Regions from separate parts of the Sus scrofa genome. Here regions 1, 2, 4 and 5 are each linked to region 3. The links are chromatin contacts, called in public HiChIP or PLAC-seq maps. All regions are on one chromosome and are shown on one strand. Each heading gives the region's core, a stretch centred on a gene start, on an enhancer-like site or on the middle of the called end of the contact. The rest is flanking DNA. Distances are from core to core; before and after follow the strand shown.

The links. HiChIP or PLAC-seq counts read pairs in DNA pulled down with a chosen protein or histone mark.
Region 1: a contact with region 3 is called in an H3K27ac HiChIP or PLAC-seq map of alveolar macrophages. The contact joins the promoter of FTL here to the promoter of RPL18 in region 3. A contact is called at or near these places in 1 of 47 Hi-C or Micro-C datasets (liver) and 2 of 2 datasets of contacts at active chromatin or transcription factors (alveolar macrophages and skeletal muscle).
Region 2: an H3K27ac HiChIP or PLAC-seq map of alveolar macrophages shows a contact between it and region 3. The contact joins the promoter of KDELR1 here to the promoter of RPL18 in region 3. A contact is called at or near these places in 1 of 5 promoter capture datasets (fetal liver) and 1 of 2 datasets of contacts at active chromatin or transcription factors (alveolar macrophages).
Region 4: a contact with region 3 is called in an H3K27ac HiChIP or PLAC-seq map of alveolar macrophages. The contact joins the promoter of SYNGR4 here to the promoter of RPL18 in region 3. A contact is called at or near these places in 1 of 5 promoter capture datasets (fetal liver), 4 of 47 Hi-C or Micro-C datasets (blood, liver and subcutaneous adipose tissue) and 2 of 2 datasets of contacts at active chromatin or transcription factors (alveolar macrophages and skeletal muscle).
Region 5: an H3K27ac HiChIP or PLAC-seq map of alveolar macrophages shows a contact between it and region 3. The contact joins the promoter of CCDC114 here to the promoter of RPL18 in region 3. A contact is called at or near these places in 1 of 5 promoter capture datasets (fetal liver), 1 of 47 Hi-C or Micro-C datasets (fetal heart ventricle) and 2 of 2 datasets of contacts at active chromatin or transcription factors (alveolar macrophages and skeletal muscle).

The regions. Positions count from the first base shown.
Region 1 is chr6:54,229,818-54,232,769 of Sscrofa11.1, forward strand. FTL (ferritin light chain) reads left to right here and starts at 1,304. Exons shown (of 5, transcript NM_001244131.1): 1 at 1,304-1,656; 2 at 1,823-1,969; 3 at 2,324-2,449; 4 at 2,630-2,726; 5 at 2,729-2,939. The coding sequence starts at 1,555. The coding sequence ends at 2,781.
Region 2 is chr6:53,801,924-53,804,997 of Sscrofa11.1, forward strand. It overlaps KDELR1 (ER lumen protein-retaining receptor 1), which reads right to left and starts at 1,697. Exons shown (of 5, transcript XM_003127269.5): 1 at 1,350-1,697; 2 at 579-679; 3 at 36-194. The coding sequence starts at 1,440.
Region 3 is chr6:53,977,096-53,980,243 of Sscrofa11.1, forward strand. RPL18 (60S ribosomal protein L18) reads right to left here and starts at 1,586. Exons shown (of 7, transcript XM_021094700.1): 1 at 1,434-1,586; 2 at 136-222. The coding sequence starts at 1,436.
Region 4 is chr6:53,782,518-53,785,508 of Sscrofa11.1, forward strand. SYNGR4 (synaptogyrin-4) reads left to right here and starts at 1,647. Exons shown (of 5, transcript XM_021094669.1): 1 at 1,647-1,720. The coding sequence starts at 1,673. TMEM143 (transmembrane protein 143) reads right to left here and starts at 1,826. Exons shown (of 7, transcript XM_013998565.2): 1 at 1,636-1,826; 2 at 1,062-1,302. The coding sequence starts at 1,802.
Region 5 is chr6:53,752,715-53,755,875 of Sscrofa11.1, forward strand. CCDC114 (coiled-coil domain-containing protein 114) reads right to left here and starts at 1,794. Exons shown (of 15, transcript XM_021094655.1): 1 at 1,677-1,794; 2 at 330-801. The coding sequence starts at 399.

The DNA.
Region 1 (2,952 bases), core at 54-2,553, 250 kb after region 3:
GCAAGAATCTTGGTATGAGCTGGCACTGCCACCCAGGCACCAACCTGGACCAGACACAATTTTAAAATGTCCCTTAGTTAAAGACAGACATCCCAGCCACCAGTCCTCAGCACCTGTCTCTGATCTTTTTGTTTGTTTCTTAGGGCTGGCACCTGTGGCATATGGAAGTTCCCAGGCTAGGATGTGAATCAGCTACAGCTGTGATCCGAGCTGGGTCTGCGACCTACACCACAGCTCAGGGCAACGCCAGATCCTTAACCCACTGAGCGAGACCAGGGACCGAACCTGAAACCTCATGATTCCTAGTTGGATAGTTTCTGCTGCGCCATGATGGGAACTCCCCCACCTCTGTGATCTTGAAGGAGCATGTGTCAGGCAAGACAGAGGCAGCTTCAGAGAGATTGCTTTGGAGCCAGGATATGCAACCTCAGAGAAACCTCCAAAGTTCCAATGTCCTTTCACCCCTTTCCATCTCAGCTCCCACAAAAACAGTGGGCTTTCAAAAAACCCCACAGGATTCCAAGTGGCCCAATCTTTTGAGGGCTCCCAAAGGGCTCTCCAAGAGCCCCCACCTCTTTAAGAAGATCCCACTAGGCTTCCAGAAACATCCCTCTCCCTTATTCCCAGGCTGAATCCCAGGGCTCTCCAACTGTCTCTTTTAATCTTGCAGATCACCTCAAGGGCCCAAGACTTCCCCCTGGAAGTTTCCATAAAAATAGGGACTTCCATGGTCTTCCGAATTCACTTTTGAGTGAACCCCAAGTCTCCAGGTGCCCCAGCCAACCCATTTCACAGAGAGCACCCTAAGTATCTAGAAATATCTCACAGCCTTCCAAACTTCCCAATGATCGAGGGCCCCCCCCAACCCGACCCCTTATCTCCCAGGGCAACCCCACTCCTCTGGACGTTTCTGCACCTCTGAGGAACCCCCAGGGCTCCAGAAAAGTCCTCGCTCTGACACAACCCCCGCATCCAACCTACTTTCCTGAGACATCCTCAGGAACCAAGAATCATTATTTTCCAGGGCTCCCAGTGCTCTCACTAATCTTTCACTACCAGGAAGTACCCCTAGAATTCTCTCACTTCCCAGATTTAGTCCCAGAACCCTTGCTCCCCATGAAACCCCCCATCCCGCGATTTCTCCTTTCACAACAACCTCGCGCTCAGAGCGCGTGACTTCCCTACCTCCGGGCGGGAGGCTGGGGCTCCTATCTGCTCCTGATTGGTCACGAGCGAGCTCCAAGTCCAGCCTCCCGCCCCCGCAGATTGGCTGACTCCTCTCCCCGACCGCCCCACTGCTCAGGTTCCCCGCGCGCTATAAAAGGAGCCGCCCTGGCCACAAACTCGCAGTGTGCTCGGCGGTCCCCCGGATCTGTCTCTTGCTTCAACAGTGTTTGGACGGAACAGACCCAGGGACGCCCCTTGCTCCAGCCTCCGACTACCCTCCAACCTTTTTTCCAGTCGCAACCTTCGGACTCCGCCTCTCAGCTATCTTCAGTCTCCGGGACCAGCCAACACCATTTTTTGAGCTTAGCTCCTTATTGCCGACCAGCCATGAGCTCCCAGGTTCGTCAGAATTATTCCACCGAGGTGGAGGCCTTCGTCAACCGCCTGATCAACATGCATCTGCAGGCCTCCTACACCTACCTCTCTCTGGTAAGGGTCCCCAAGATGCCCCCGGCCCAAGTTTCCCTTAGCTGCGCACCTCTGACCCTCTGCGCACGCGCTGGCCTTCTTTGTCCCACTGTGTAGTTGGAAGGCGGAGTCCGCAAGCCCGGCCTCGCCTCCGGCTAACCATTGTTCACGCCTTCTCTTCCCGCAGGGCTTCTATTTCAACCGCGACGATGTGGCTCTGGAGGGCGTGAGTCATTTTTTTCGCGAATTGGCCGAGGAGAAGCGCGAGGGTTCGGAGCGTCTCTTGAAAATGCAAAACCAGCGCGGTGGCCGCGCCCTCTTCCAGGACGTGCAGGTAAACAGTGTGAGCAGCGGACTACGATTCCCAGCGGCCCCTGCGCTTGAAGCCCTTTGACCAGGGCTGTTCAGGCACGGCGTAGGCTTCTGGGAGATGGAGTTCAGTTTTGTGTGGGTGGTTGTATTACAGCTGGAAACGGAGGCGGGTTCAGTTCCCCCACGAAGTGGCGGTCCAGACCGCAGCGTGTGGTATCCTGGAGCGTAAGGTTGTGAGACACTGAGGGTGATCGATTTAAGCTCTTAGACGTTTTTTCGGCTTAAGCCCTAACTCCCGTCACTACTGGGAAATTAGTTTTTAGTCCTTTCCAGCGTGTGCGTGGTTAGTACTGAGCGGTCTCTGCCTTCCGTATAGAAACCATCTCAAGATGAGTGGGGTAAAACCCAGGACGCTATGGAAGCCGCCCTTCACTTGGAGAAGGGACTGAACCAGGCTCTTGTGGATCTGCATGCGCTGGGTTCTGCCCGCGCAGACCCCCACGTGAGTATCTCCATTTTCTCCCTATCCATCCCAAGACCTTTCCTGGCAGGAAGCCTGCATCTTGAGTTAATAGTTAACCTTGGCCACGTTTGATTGGGCTCATTGCCTTCTGAGCCTCCCTCCCCCATCCATCACATTGTTAGATTTACAAATGGTAACATTTTCTCTTCTATCACTCAGCTCTGTGACTTCCTGGAGAACCACTTCCTGGATGAGGAGGTGAAGCTCATCAAGAAGATGGGCGACCACCTGACCAACCTGCGCAGGCTCTCTGGTCCCAGGCTGGGCTGGGCGAGTACCTCTTCGAAAGGCTCACACTCAAGCACGACTAGGAATCTCTGGAGCCCAGGGGCCTTGGAGGCGCTCCTCTGGTGCCTGGGCTTCTGCCGGAAGCCCCTTTCTGCAGCCACGAGGCACCATTCTTAACCACCCTGGAGCCCTCTCCCAAGTCTTGGACCAAATGGAAACAATAAAAGCTTTTTGCAGCAGATCGTTTTGGTTTT
Region 2 (3,074 bases), core at 447-2,946, 180 kb before region 3:
ACCCCACCACCGCAGGCACCCTGCAGGTGGCCTACCTCTAGAGGGGTAAAGTCATGGTTGACCAAGAATGCCAGGATGGCCGTGGGAACAACAAGGAACTCCACCCGGAATGTGTCATGGTTCCCATCGTAAGTGGCTTTGAACTTGCTGTAAATCATCCAGACTGTGGTGAAAGAGCAGGCAATGTAGACCACCTGTCGAGAGGGGGGTTGAGGAGGGAGCATTAGCTCAATGCACAGGACGAGAGCCCCCAGGAGGCTTAGACCCAGGAGTCCGGACCCCCTAGCCCCTCCTCCCTCAGACCCAGGAGTTCTAGCCTCTGTCACTTCCTCCCTCGGACTCAGCAGTCTGGACTGCCAGCCCCTCCTCCCTTAGACCCAGGAGTTCCAGCCTTGTCACCTCCATCCTCAGACTTGGCAGTCTGGACCCCCAGCCCCTCCTCCCTCAGGCCAGGAGCCCTAGCCCCCCGTTGCTTCCTCCCTCGGACTCAGCAATCTGGGACCCACGTTCTCCCCTCCCTCCGACCCTCCCCTGGCTCCCCGCCTCAGAAAGGCCCAGCAGGAGGGCCAGAGCCTCACCTTCATGCACGTGTTGTAGAGGGAGATGTAGTTGGTGAAGAGGTCCAGGTATCGGGCAGTGAACACCACAGCAAACAGGACCTGGCTCTTCCCCGAAATCCCTGTGGTCCAGAGAGACGGGGGTGCAGGGAGGCTGGAGGTGGGCTGCACGGGCCATAAACCAAAGCCCAGAGCCCTGGATGAGCCCAGAGGCGGCTCTGGAGTGCAGCTGTCCCTGGAGGCCTCCCCAGCCGCGGCCTGAGCAGGGCCCTTTCCCACGGCCCACAGCCAGGGGGCAGCCCGGCCCCAAAGCTACTCCAGCCCGAGGCTCTGTCCCAGGCTAGGCCTCACCACTACCTCTGGCCCCCTCAGGGTCCTCCCACAGTCCAGACCTCAGATGGGGCCTCCGGAGGGCCCCACTTGTCCTCAGCTTTCCCGAACAGGTCGCCAATCTCCCGCTCTCTTTCTGGCGGCTACAGTCCACGTCACCAACTCCCAGCCACCTCCCTGCCTGCCACAGCTCCCTGTTCCCAGCCCCGGGAACTCCAAGGCCACCCAGATAGGGGCCGGGGGAAGCTGAATTGAGTTCCTGGAGCCACCCCCACCAAATTGGATGCACCCCCAGTCTAGAGAAAGAAGCTGACCCCCTGGTGACCCTGGACCTGGAAGGGGGATCCCCAGCAAGCAGTGGCGGGGAGGGACCCGTCCCCCTTATGCCCCCAAACTCATCCCCGCGTCCTGGGATGTCCCCCTCACTCTGCCCCCCTTCTCCGGCCCCGGTGGGCGTCTCACCGGCACACGAGCGGGACTTCCAGATTTTGAGCAGTAGCAAGATGATGGCTAGGAGGTGGGAGAGGTCTCCCAGGAATCGGAAGAGATTCATGGTTGGGGGGATCTGGCAGGGCTGGGCTGGAGGGAGGCAGACTGGCGGGGGGCTGCCCCCCGGGGCTGCTGTTCTGGCGGCTGGGCTGGGGGCCGGGAGAGATGCCCTCGGGTGGGCTCGGCTCCGGGGAGGGGGCTCAGGGAGGGGGCGCCGAGGCCTGAGCTGGTGGCAGAGCTGGAGCTAGGAAGAGGGAGGAGGGCGGGAGGGGGAGGAGTCCGGGAGGGAGGCTCCGCCCCCGAGGGAGGTGTCCCGGCTCTCCGGCGCCCCCTACCCCGCTCCTCCCGCGTTGCAGAGTTGCCGCCGAAGGTACCCCCACCGCGGCCTCCTAGGAACTGGCGGGGTCGCTGGGATCTGAAACTCCCAAATCCGGCACCTGTTTCCCAGGGAATCTACGCCTCGGTGAAGGTCGCAGCCCAGCCGCCCAGTTTTTGTCCTTGACAGCGATTTGGGAGACAGGTCTCTGAGCTTTAAAAATCTGAGACACGGACACAGCGACTGGCCTTTCGCGGCCTTCCAGCTCCAATCCACCCAAAGGGCAAGAAAGCAGACCCCCTTAGATCCAGGAGTCCAGGTCCCCAGCCCCTCCCTCTTCCGTTCCACTCAAGAGTTCAGCTCCCCTTCCTTGGGACATAGGGTCCCACCCAACGATCTTGTGTCTCAAACATCCTAGAGACAGAAATCCAGATGCACAATCCCTCCCTCTGGAACCCCCAAGTTCAGGCCCCCGATCTCTTCTTTTTCAGAAATGGAGCTTTTACTCCTGCTTTCCCAGACCGTGGGGTCAGTAGCCTATAGCCCTGCCTCCAGCACCCCCTTCAGAATTGCCCTTCACAGGCGCACACTCACACTCTCAGGGGCCCAGGTGTCCCATGCTACACTCCACCCCAGCCCTTTAAAGAAGCACTGGGCCTAACCTCTCCAGCAGGAGGGGCAGGAGCTGGGCAGCTGGTCTTGAGGGACCCGGGGGTGGGGGCAGGCTGTGTCTCGGAGGGGACACACACTGCTTTCCTTCTGGATGTGTGCGTACCCATGGGCGATGGATGCCAGGTCCCTCAATAAAAGAAGAGCTATGGAGTATCCATTTGCTGGATGGATTGGGTGCCTGGGGTGACATCCATGAGTCTTGGATTTGTGGCCCCTGTGTGTGGTTTATACTAGGGAGTCCATTTGTCTGAGCACCTAAAAGGGATCCAGGGCTGGAGGAGGGGCTTGGATTACCAGGTACCAGGGGAGAAGGGGGCCATGGGCTTAGACTCTTGGGTCTGAGGGAGGAGGAGTCCCAGGTTTCAGCGATGAGGAGACTGGAGGCCTGGACTCCTGAGTCCTGGGGGGGGGGGGACTCGAATTTCGGGGTCTGAGAGAGGAGGGGCCTGGCAGCCTGGACTCCTGGCTTCATGATGGAGACCTAGTTTCCAGGCCTGGCCTTCTGGGGCAACGGAAGCCAAAAGATGGGTCCTGGTGTGGCGGAGACGGAAGTCTGGGAACAGCCTCCTGCTTCGCAAGCCTCAGAGTGGAGAGGGGGCAGAGGGCGGCAGCCCCTGGGCCCTGGAGTCCGGGTCCAAATCTGATATCTCAGTGCCCAATCCTGAGTGCCTCCCTGCCTCCGCCTCCCCCCCCCCTTTTTGCAGCCCCTC
Region 3 (3,148 bases), core at 336-2,835:
GGATGAAAAACTCTGGACTCCCCAAAAGCTTGGAGAAAGAACCAGTGATTCGAGCTTGGACCAATACTGCCACAGAGGCTCTGGAACCTGTAGTTCGGGGGTGGCCTTGTCTAAGGGTCTCAGGCCCAACCTCACCTTGACCAGCAGCCTCAGGTAGATGTCCTGGCTCTTGGGCTCCTTGCGTCGAACCTTTCGGTCCTTGTTGTGGCGGATGTCAACTCCCTGCAGGGGTGAAGGGAAGACCATGAACCCAGCCCTGACTCGATCCTCACCTCACAAACATTCTCAATGAGCCCTTACCTCTGAGCAAGAGCTAATGCAGTCTCTGGAGACAACGAACTCCAATCTGACACTCGGAGAGCTCTGGGAAAAACCACTTAACCCCCTACCCAATGACCCCTTTGTAGAAAAAAACTAATTCAACATAAGCCTTCAGCACATGACACACAGCACACACCCTGAAAGACCTCAACAAAGGAGCCACACTGACTCAAATTTTTAGTTCCAAAGAACTAAACTGTGTTTTCAGGGATGTATTATTTAAGCACCCCAAACTCACTCCGAAAAAGCAGAACCAAAATCACTTAAACCAAAGGCAGACTTAAAAAGGTATTACGGTATCAATGAACTTTTTTTTTCAGTAATCCGTACAAAACTACTTCTAGGACTTTTCTTATACTATCTCCTTGAATCCAACAATCTTTTATGAAGTTAGTTTCCCACTTTAGCGCTAAAAAAAAACTGAAAGCAGCCTACGATTTCCACTACAGCCCCTGCCTACTTGCCTAAAGAGGTTTTTTTTTGTTTACTATGCTATTAACTGGAAAGAGGTATTTGACCACTGATACCTCCAGCACTTAATATACGCAAAAGCCTACAACAAGCACACTTCCCGGGACTTATTTCTTCCCAAACTCACATCTGTGAGACATAATTACTGGGCCCCCAATGATAAAGTCAAGATGCTTTCCCCGCACAGAAATGATACGTTGGGCAGTGAATTGAGATTCGAATCGAAGCCTGCCTGGTCCCCACACCCAGGCACCAGACGCTCAGCAACTCCCCCAGAACCCAGCTTTCCAGGCCGGGGAGTGACAGGTCCAAGGGCAGCACAGGCAAGAGTGGCTGTGGGATCAGCGCCTGGGTCCGAATTCTGACTCCGCTCTTTATTGTCATTACGTTACCGGTCATATTTAACTCCCTTACCCCTCAAGTTGGTCATGTACTCAATGGGAACCATAAAAGAATACGGGAGGACGAGAAATTGACGACTCCCATTTCTGCTCTTCAAGCCCCCAAAATAGCTCCCCAGCCCGGGAGTCGCTTCCTTTGGACACCCTGGGACCCCTGCCTCCCTCTGGAACATCCTCGGTCCCAGACCGCAGCGGATGGCAACGGATGATCAATGCCCAAACTCCGCAAAGCGCGCTCACCATGATGGCGCCTCCTCCTTAGCCAGGTCCGGAAAGAGAGACAGGGAGCTAGGGTGGGCGGGGAAAGCCGTCAGTGAAGGGCTCGTACGTGACGTCACATGGACGCGACGCGGCACTCTACCGCGACGCCCGCCCTCTCTATGGTGATCGGAGGACCGGCTAGATAGACGCCTCCGGAATTGGGTGTCGGTTCCCTGGTCCCTAGGAGGGAAGGGTCTGTACGTCGGGGCCTCTCTGGCCATATCCAGTCTCTGTTCTCGATAGTCTTCCGGAAGAAAGGGCGCTGGGAACGAGGGAGATGTCGCGCAGAAGTAGGAAGACGCGTCGTGCGTTGACGCTCTGGCCCGACGCCGACGGCCTCTCGGTGGCTCCCGGAGGACCCAGCGGCCCGAGTCTTGGAGGTGAGGAGGCGGGGCTGGCGGGACCAGTCCGGACGTAGGGAACCGTCTGACCCCAATCTTTGAGCGTTTCCTTATCGGGTTCACCTCTGCCTTGTCTCGTGCCGCGCTTGCCAGGCGCGGCCGCAGCTTGAGAAGTCTTGCTTGAGGTCTAACCCGAGATCTTCTTGCTGCAGTCCTGTCTGTGGCATCCGGTGTTTCCACCTTTTAGGTTCAGCTTCACCCTCTTCTCCCAGATGGCCCTTCCTTAACCCCTCCTCAGCCTCTGCCACCCGGAGGCTGCTTCTCCCAGCCAGAGAGTTTCAAGTGGCCCAGCGGGTTCGGTATGAGGGATGTGCACGGTACTGGAGCGCAGAGGAGGCAAGCTGAGGCTGCGGGCTGGGGCGACGCGGTGGAGAGAAAAAAATTCCTGAAAAAGAAAAGTGGAGAGAATTAGAGAGAGGGAGACCGAGATTCAGAGGAGGGAAGGAATGGAGACCCAGAGGGGAGTGGACAGAGACGGAGGGTGGGGGAAATAATGACGGGAGGTGGGAGGATGTTAGAAAGAGAGGGAAGATGGAGGTCTAGGGAGAAGCAGAGACAAATTCAGTTCCTTACTAAGCATAAGACCTTGGGCAAAACCTTTTTTTGTGTATTACTTTCCTTATTTGCAAGAAGGGGATGATAATAGGCCTGGCACATGGAGTGTTTTCTAGCATTATATAAGTTAGTTTAAATGCTTGGGACAATGCTTTGTACTTCTAAGCGCTGAGTTAACAATTAGCCTCTAATCCTGTTGGCTCTCACTGGGGAGGTGGAGAGGACCAGATGGACTGGTTGGGGCAATGAGGAAGCTGACTTGTCCATTCTTGTCTTCCTCTTCTGGGAAGCCCTGCCCCTTGGGCCCCCAGCACTTGGGGCTTGGCCTCCTCTTCTCTGCCCTTAATACTCCTACTTATTCATCTCTCCTCCCCAGAGCCACAGGCCAAGCCTGGACCATGATGCCTGACTCCTTGCCCATACCACCCTCCCATGGCCTCCCAGCCGGGGCCACGTTGATGTTGTAACACAGCAGGGGGCCTGCAGACGAATGGATTCCTTAAAGCAGAAGAGGAGCACGATCAGGTAAGGGTCTATCTGCAAGTCAAGATAACCATACCTTGGGACAGTTTTCTTCTCCCCATCCTTGTCCCTGTTCCCTGGTCTCTGAGTCCCAGCCTCTTCGATCAATGCATCTGTCTTTGTTTCCCCTGGAGCCCTAAGCTCACACACTGTTTCCCTGTCTCTCCATCTTACTGGGTTTCTCTTCCCCATCTCTCTCTGGGTCACTCTTTGGTA
Region 4 (2,991 bases), core at 397-2,896, 190 kb before region 3:
ATCAATCATTTAAAAAATACAATTAAAAAAAAAAGGAGTTTCCATTGTGGCTCAGCAGGTTAAGAACCTAACTAATATCCATGAGGATGTGGGTTCCATCCCTGGCCTTGATCAGTGGGTTAAGGATCTGGTGTTGCCCTGAGCTGTGGTGTAGGTTGCAGATGTGGCTCAGATCCCGCATTGCTGTGGTTGTGGCTTAGGCCTGTGGCTACAGCTCTGATTCGACCCCTAGCCTGGGAACCTCCGTATGCCATGGAGGTGCCCCTGAAAAAAAAAAAAAAAGAATCCAATTGCAGTAGCTTAGTTCACTGCGGAGGTGGGGGTTCAATCTCCACCTGGTGAAGCTGGTTAAAAGATCCAGCGTTGCTTCTCAGATTGGGAACCTCATACTGCAGGTGCAGCCATATAATTTAAAAATATATATATATTAAATGAATGAATGCCAATCCAGAGTAATCACAAGTATAATGGTGATGGTGGGGTAAGCGCTTAAGCTCTTAGGGTCAAGTAAGTGCCTACTTGTCTCACCCTAGTCCCCACTCTGCTTAGGAGTCAGACCACTTCAGTTCAAATCTTGGCCACTAGTCATGACCTTCGGTGAGTCACTTCCCTTCTCCTGCTTCAGTTACTTCATTTTAAAATGGGAAGATGGTGATACCTCTCTTATTGGGTTGTTCAGTATTTCCATAATACATGGAAAATGCTTAGCACAGGGCCATACAGTAAGAGCTCAAACAGTGGATATAATAACTATTATTAGGTGGTAATAATGATGAGGATGATTATTAGACCTGTTTTGAAGAGGGAAAAACCATGCCCTGGGGAGTGCTTGTTCAAGCCCTCAGAACAAGCTAGAGTCTGGAATTGCTGCTGCACCTGCATCTCAGAGGTCTGTCTCTTGCATTCCAAAGCACTCCACGCCCACCTGGGAGTATGACGAGGAAGGGAACTACAATTCCCAGGGGGCGCCAGGGCAGTCCTCTATAGCATGAAGGGCTGTATCGCCGCGAGGCCTGCCGGGAGTGGTAGTCCCCAGGCTCTTGGACCCGGGTGAGCTGTACCTGTATCAGGAGGCGGAGCAGCTGATCTTTGGAGAACGGGATGAAACGTTCGCGGTACTGCTGGGCCCAGTCGCGGGGCTCTGTGGGGTTCCACATCTTGCGGTACTCCCCCATCTTGACCGCCAGCGATGACAGGGCCCGGGGGTGCCCGAGGAGCGCGGGCAACAGGGGCCATATTCGGACCCTGGATCCCCAGACCCCCCGGGTCACATGCAGCATAGCCAGACCCTTTCCCCGCAGCCTAAAGGAGGGAAATGGGCAGAGGTCAAAGGTCATCGGGGGAAAAGCGTCCTCTCCACCTCTGTGTCCCAACCTCCAGGGGCCGTTTCTACCCCAGGCAGGGCGCAGTGCCAGTCCTCTCCCACACTGTTCAGTTGGCTTGAGTCCCAGGCTGGGGTCAGAGGTCTTAAGTCCTAGGGTGTTTTGCAGGCCCAGTAGCCCTGTTGTGGTACAACTGGTCTCTGCGGGGTCTAGGCGGCAGGTGGATCTTAAGGGCATAGGATATGCTCGGAAGGCTATATAGGGGTGCAGAGCCGCCCACCCCGATCATACAATCTTTCCCCATTTCCCTCACCTTAGCCAACGCTCGACTGTCATTGAGCCTCTTGCGCATGTGCAGAAAAGCGTTCTGGGCCTCCGAGGTTCGGCTTCAGTCCGCAGTAAGACGCATGCGCAAATCCTGGGTCTTGGAGCCGGGTGGGGGAACCATTTTTCTTCTAAGGACGCGTCTCGGTTGCGCATGCGCGACCCGTCACCTCCCTCTCTCGCCCTCCTTGGACTCGGCGCATGCGCCGAAGAAGTATCTCTTTGTCCGCAGACTTCCAAGGGGCGGGGCGAGCGCGAAGCTCCCGGGACTGCCGGGGATGGGCCGAGCTCCCGCGCGCAGCCTGCCAACGGCGGGCCGCCCAACGTCCTCTGAGGCCACGCCCCTGCCCCTGTCCGCTTCAGAGAAGGCGGGAAAAGAGAGGGGCGGGGCTTCGGCGCAGCCAATCAGCAGTGGAGGAGCGAAAAGGCGGGAAAAAGAGGAGCCCAAAGAAGTCTGAGGTGGCGCTAGGGACCAGGAGGGCAGGGTGAGCGGAAGGAAGAGCAGGCCTCCAGGTGACGCAGACCGGGCCTCCAGAGTAGAGGTGACTCTGTCAGGCAGCATCACCTCCAAAACTCACCACCCTTGAGCCCCAGCGTCCAGAGTCCTTAAAGGGAAGACCCCGATTCTCTGAAGGTAGCTTAGTGCCGGGGGCTCGGCCTCCTCATTCTGCGAGGAAGCTATTTGGAGCTCACGTTCCCCGCACATCTGCGGTCCGGACCCCCGATTTGAGGAAATGCACTTTTATGAAGATGGAACGAATTCTAAGGGGTAGCCCTGATTCTAAGGATATCACCCCAAATTACCAGGACAGCCTGAAATCTACCCTGAGATGCCTGGGATCTCCACTCGGGGGGCTGTCATCTCAAAGCCTGAAAGGGATCCCCCTGATTCAGACCTCCCAGGGGTTCTGATCTCCCAACACCCCTAATAAATCCCATTAACACAGGTCTTAAAATGGGTACTCTGGCTCCCGTGTCAAGGACATGACATCAACATCCCACCCTCTCCCCGCCCCTTCTCCCTGCCCCGTGCACCACCCTGCACCTCTGGGGCCCTAACAGCCCCCTCACCCCATAGCCTCCCCAGCCTGCACTCCTGACTCCTGGGACCACACCCCCAGCAGCCCTCTCACCCTGGACCCCTGCCTCTGGAATTCTCAGAAGCTCCCTCACCCTGCACCGCAATGCATGGGACCATCAGCCACCCTCTCATCCCGCGCCCTCACCCCTAGAACCCCCAACAGCTCCTTCACCCCACCTAACCCCATACTGGAACTCCTCCAGAACCCTCCATCCCATGCCCTCCTCTCCTGAGACCCTTGGCAGCCCCTTTACCCTGCACCTT
Region 5 (3,161 bases), core at 544-3,043, 220 kb before region 3:
CCCCCACCCATAGCAAAGAACGTTCTGACCCCAGGTGTCAACGGTGTGGAGGCGGAAGAACCTTGCTTTGGTCACATGCTGTTCTTTCTGCTCACTCTTCCCTTCCTTCTCCTGGTGGAAATTCCTGGGAGCAGTTCTGGGCCCCACTCAAACGTCTCCTCCTACAGGAAGTCTTCCTGGCCATCCCACTCCCCAGGCTTGGGCTACTATCTGCTCCCCGCCTCCACAGGGCTGTCCTGAAAAGCCTCCCCATCCACGGGGCCCCAGCTGCACAGGACCTGAAACAGGACAAACTGAGGGAAAGAATGAATCAAGAATGTACGAATTACCCATTCCCTCCAAGAAGGCCTCGCTTCCATCTTCGGAGCGGGTGCTCCCAGCAGAGAGTCCCAAAGGCATCTTGGCCAAAGAGGACCCCTTCAGGAGGCGAGCAGGAGAGGGCTAGGAGGGTGGGTGATGAAAGGCAAAAGGCTAGGAACTGATCCCAGAACCAGCTCTGGCCTCTCTTTGGGTCGCAATCCCTCCAGCGGGTTGGAGGGGGCATCTCTCAGGCCTCTTGCCATGCCCCTCCCGACCTCCCACCTCTCACACTCTCTGTCTTGCGTCGCGGCTCTGATTCTGGCGCGGGGGACAGGTCCTCTAGGCTCTCGGTATCTCTGATGGGGGCGGTTTGGGGAGGCGGCTCACAGAGGAAGGAGAACCACCCCACCCCCGTCGGCTGAGGGGAGCGAGGCCGGTCCCTACCTGCCGGAGTGCTGGACCTGTCCTGGGTACTCCAAGCTCAGTGTTGTGGTCTGGTTACTGGGGAGATAAGAGACCAATGAGGCCTGGGGACAGCAGCCGGGGAGGGACCAAGGCCACAGAAGAAAGCCGTGGGAGGGGCGGCTGGGGAGGAGGGGCTAGGAGGCCGCGAGGAGACCTGCGGGGAGCTCGGGTGCTGTGAACAGATGTGCTAGGGGAGCCCAGCAAGCGGCGGGACTGGAGGGCTGAGGGGGCGGGGCTCTAGGCCTTACGAGGGGCGGGGCTGGAGGCCTTGCGAGGGGCGGAGCCGTAGAGGCCTACGATGGGCGGGGCTGGAAGGGCCTCTGAGGCGAGGCCGGCCTGAGGGTGTGGGCTTCAGGGCTTGCGAAGGAAGGGCAGGGCTGGAGGGGCCCAAGAGGGTTGTGGCTGGGGGACCTTGTGAAGGCAGGGACGCAGATACCGGTGCAGGGCGGAGCTTCGGGGCCCTGAGGGAGGGGTGCAAGGATACCTGTAAAGGGCGTGGCTGCGGGCCTTGTGAAGGGTGGGGCTTCGGGGGCTGGTGAGGGGCGTGGTTGGAAGAACACGTGAGGGGCCTGGTGGGAGGGCGCAGGAAGTACGCGGATTCCAGAGCTTGTGGTAGACAGGGCTAACTAGGAGGCACTCAGGCTTGGAAAGCTTGGGGGAGGTCCTGATGGTCTGTTGGGGTCGTCAGGGGCGCGATGTGTGTTTCCGGGAGGGGATATCTGAGCCAAAGGAGTCTGTGGAGGCGGGGCTGGGAGGGAAACGTCTGGAAGGTTTTGGAGCTGGGCCAAGGTGTTTCGGGATGGGGCGCGAGAGATGCGCGTCTTCAGATGATTAAGATCACGTTATTTTGAGGATTCATTAGCAAGGTGGCGGTGCCGATGCTGGGAGTTGCTAGGGGAAGGAGCGCTCACCACTGCCTCAGGTCCTCGAAGCGGCGCACTACGCATGCGCGGCCAACGGCCTCGGGAAAGGCAGCCAAAACCCCTCAACCACTTAAGAGGTCCGCGCACTGAGAGGCGGAAGTGGGCGGGGTCTAGGGCGCTCTGTGTTGTCCCGCTTTCCGGCCCCGCCCTGTGGTCACGCCCCCTCGCGCCACAGGGCACGCCCCCTTGACGGCAGGCTGCTGCCCACGTGGGCCTCCTCCAAGCGGGAGGGCAGTGGGCGCAGCTCCCTGCAGGCTGGGTGTGTCTGACGCCTGCGGTTTCCTGTGGGAGGAAGCGACCCGCTGGCGCTCAGCTCGTGGCCTTGGAGGCCCAGATAGGGGAGATCCCACCACGAGTCCCTTGAGTTTCCCCCCTTCTACAGGATCCTAGCATGGGGGACCCCCGCCTGGAACATCCCCAGGGTACCCAACTCCGGCGCTGATTCCACTCAGGGAACTTGATTCAGAGGTCTAGCCTCCTGTTCTCCACTTCCTCCCGCTCAGATTTTCATTTCCCTAGCCCCTGGTTCCCAGACTCCTCCCAGGACCCAGGTCCAATCCAATTTACCTCCACTCCAGGAAGAGCATGGGATCTCAGGTCTCATGTTTCCTCCAGTGACCCAGACTTTCTAACTTATTCAGGGCCTGAGTTCAGACCCCCAGTCTCTGTTCTTCTCCAAGATGTAAGATGGAACTACTTATCCCCCCCCCATTTTATTTAGTATTTTCATTTTGTACTCCCAACTTTTTAGCCTTGGGCCCAATGGACCCAAGAATTTGCCACTTCCCCAAATCCTAGAGACCTTGATCTCAGGTCTCCCAGTACTGAATCCACTCAGAGCCCCAATGACTAGCATCACAAGCACTTACCACAGTGCTTACTATGTGCCAGTCACTCCTCTAAGAACTGCTCTGTGATGTATTTACTATTATTATACCTATTTTACAGACAGAAACTGAGGCATAGCAAAATTAGTAACTTGCCCCCAAATCACAGTTAATGAGTCAAGCAGCTTTTATTTGAATCTAGCCAGTGTGTCTCTATAGAGTCTGTGCTACAGTGGTACCCAGCTTCCAGGTCTCCCGGGTTACTGGACCGCCCCTCCCTCACACCTTCAAGGAGCCCAGATGACCAGCTGCTTTCGGTCTTCTAGTTGTGGCCCCATCATATACCCAGACATCCCCTCATCCAGTTCCCTTCCCTTGGAGGGACCCAGGATTTTCAGTTCTCCAGCTTTCACTCCACATCAGAACCCCAGGCACCTAGTTCCCTTGTCCTTGCCAACACCCAGGTACACCCAACAGCACCCAAGCCTGCCAAGAGACCCAGGTACATAGTGGTCATCACCTCCCATCCCAGCACAGTAACCCAAGAATAAATAATAATAATATCATTATTATTATAGTTTACATTAAGTCCCTGGTACTGCACTTCTGTTTAAAACCCTCCAATGGTTTCCCACTGCACTTAGAA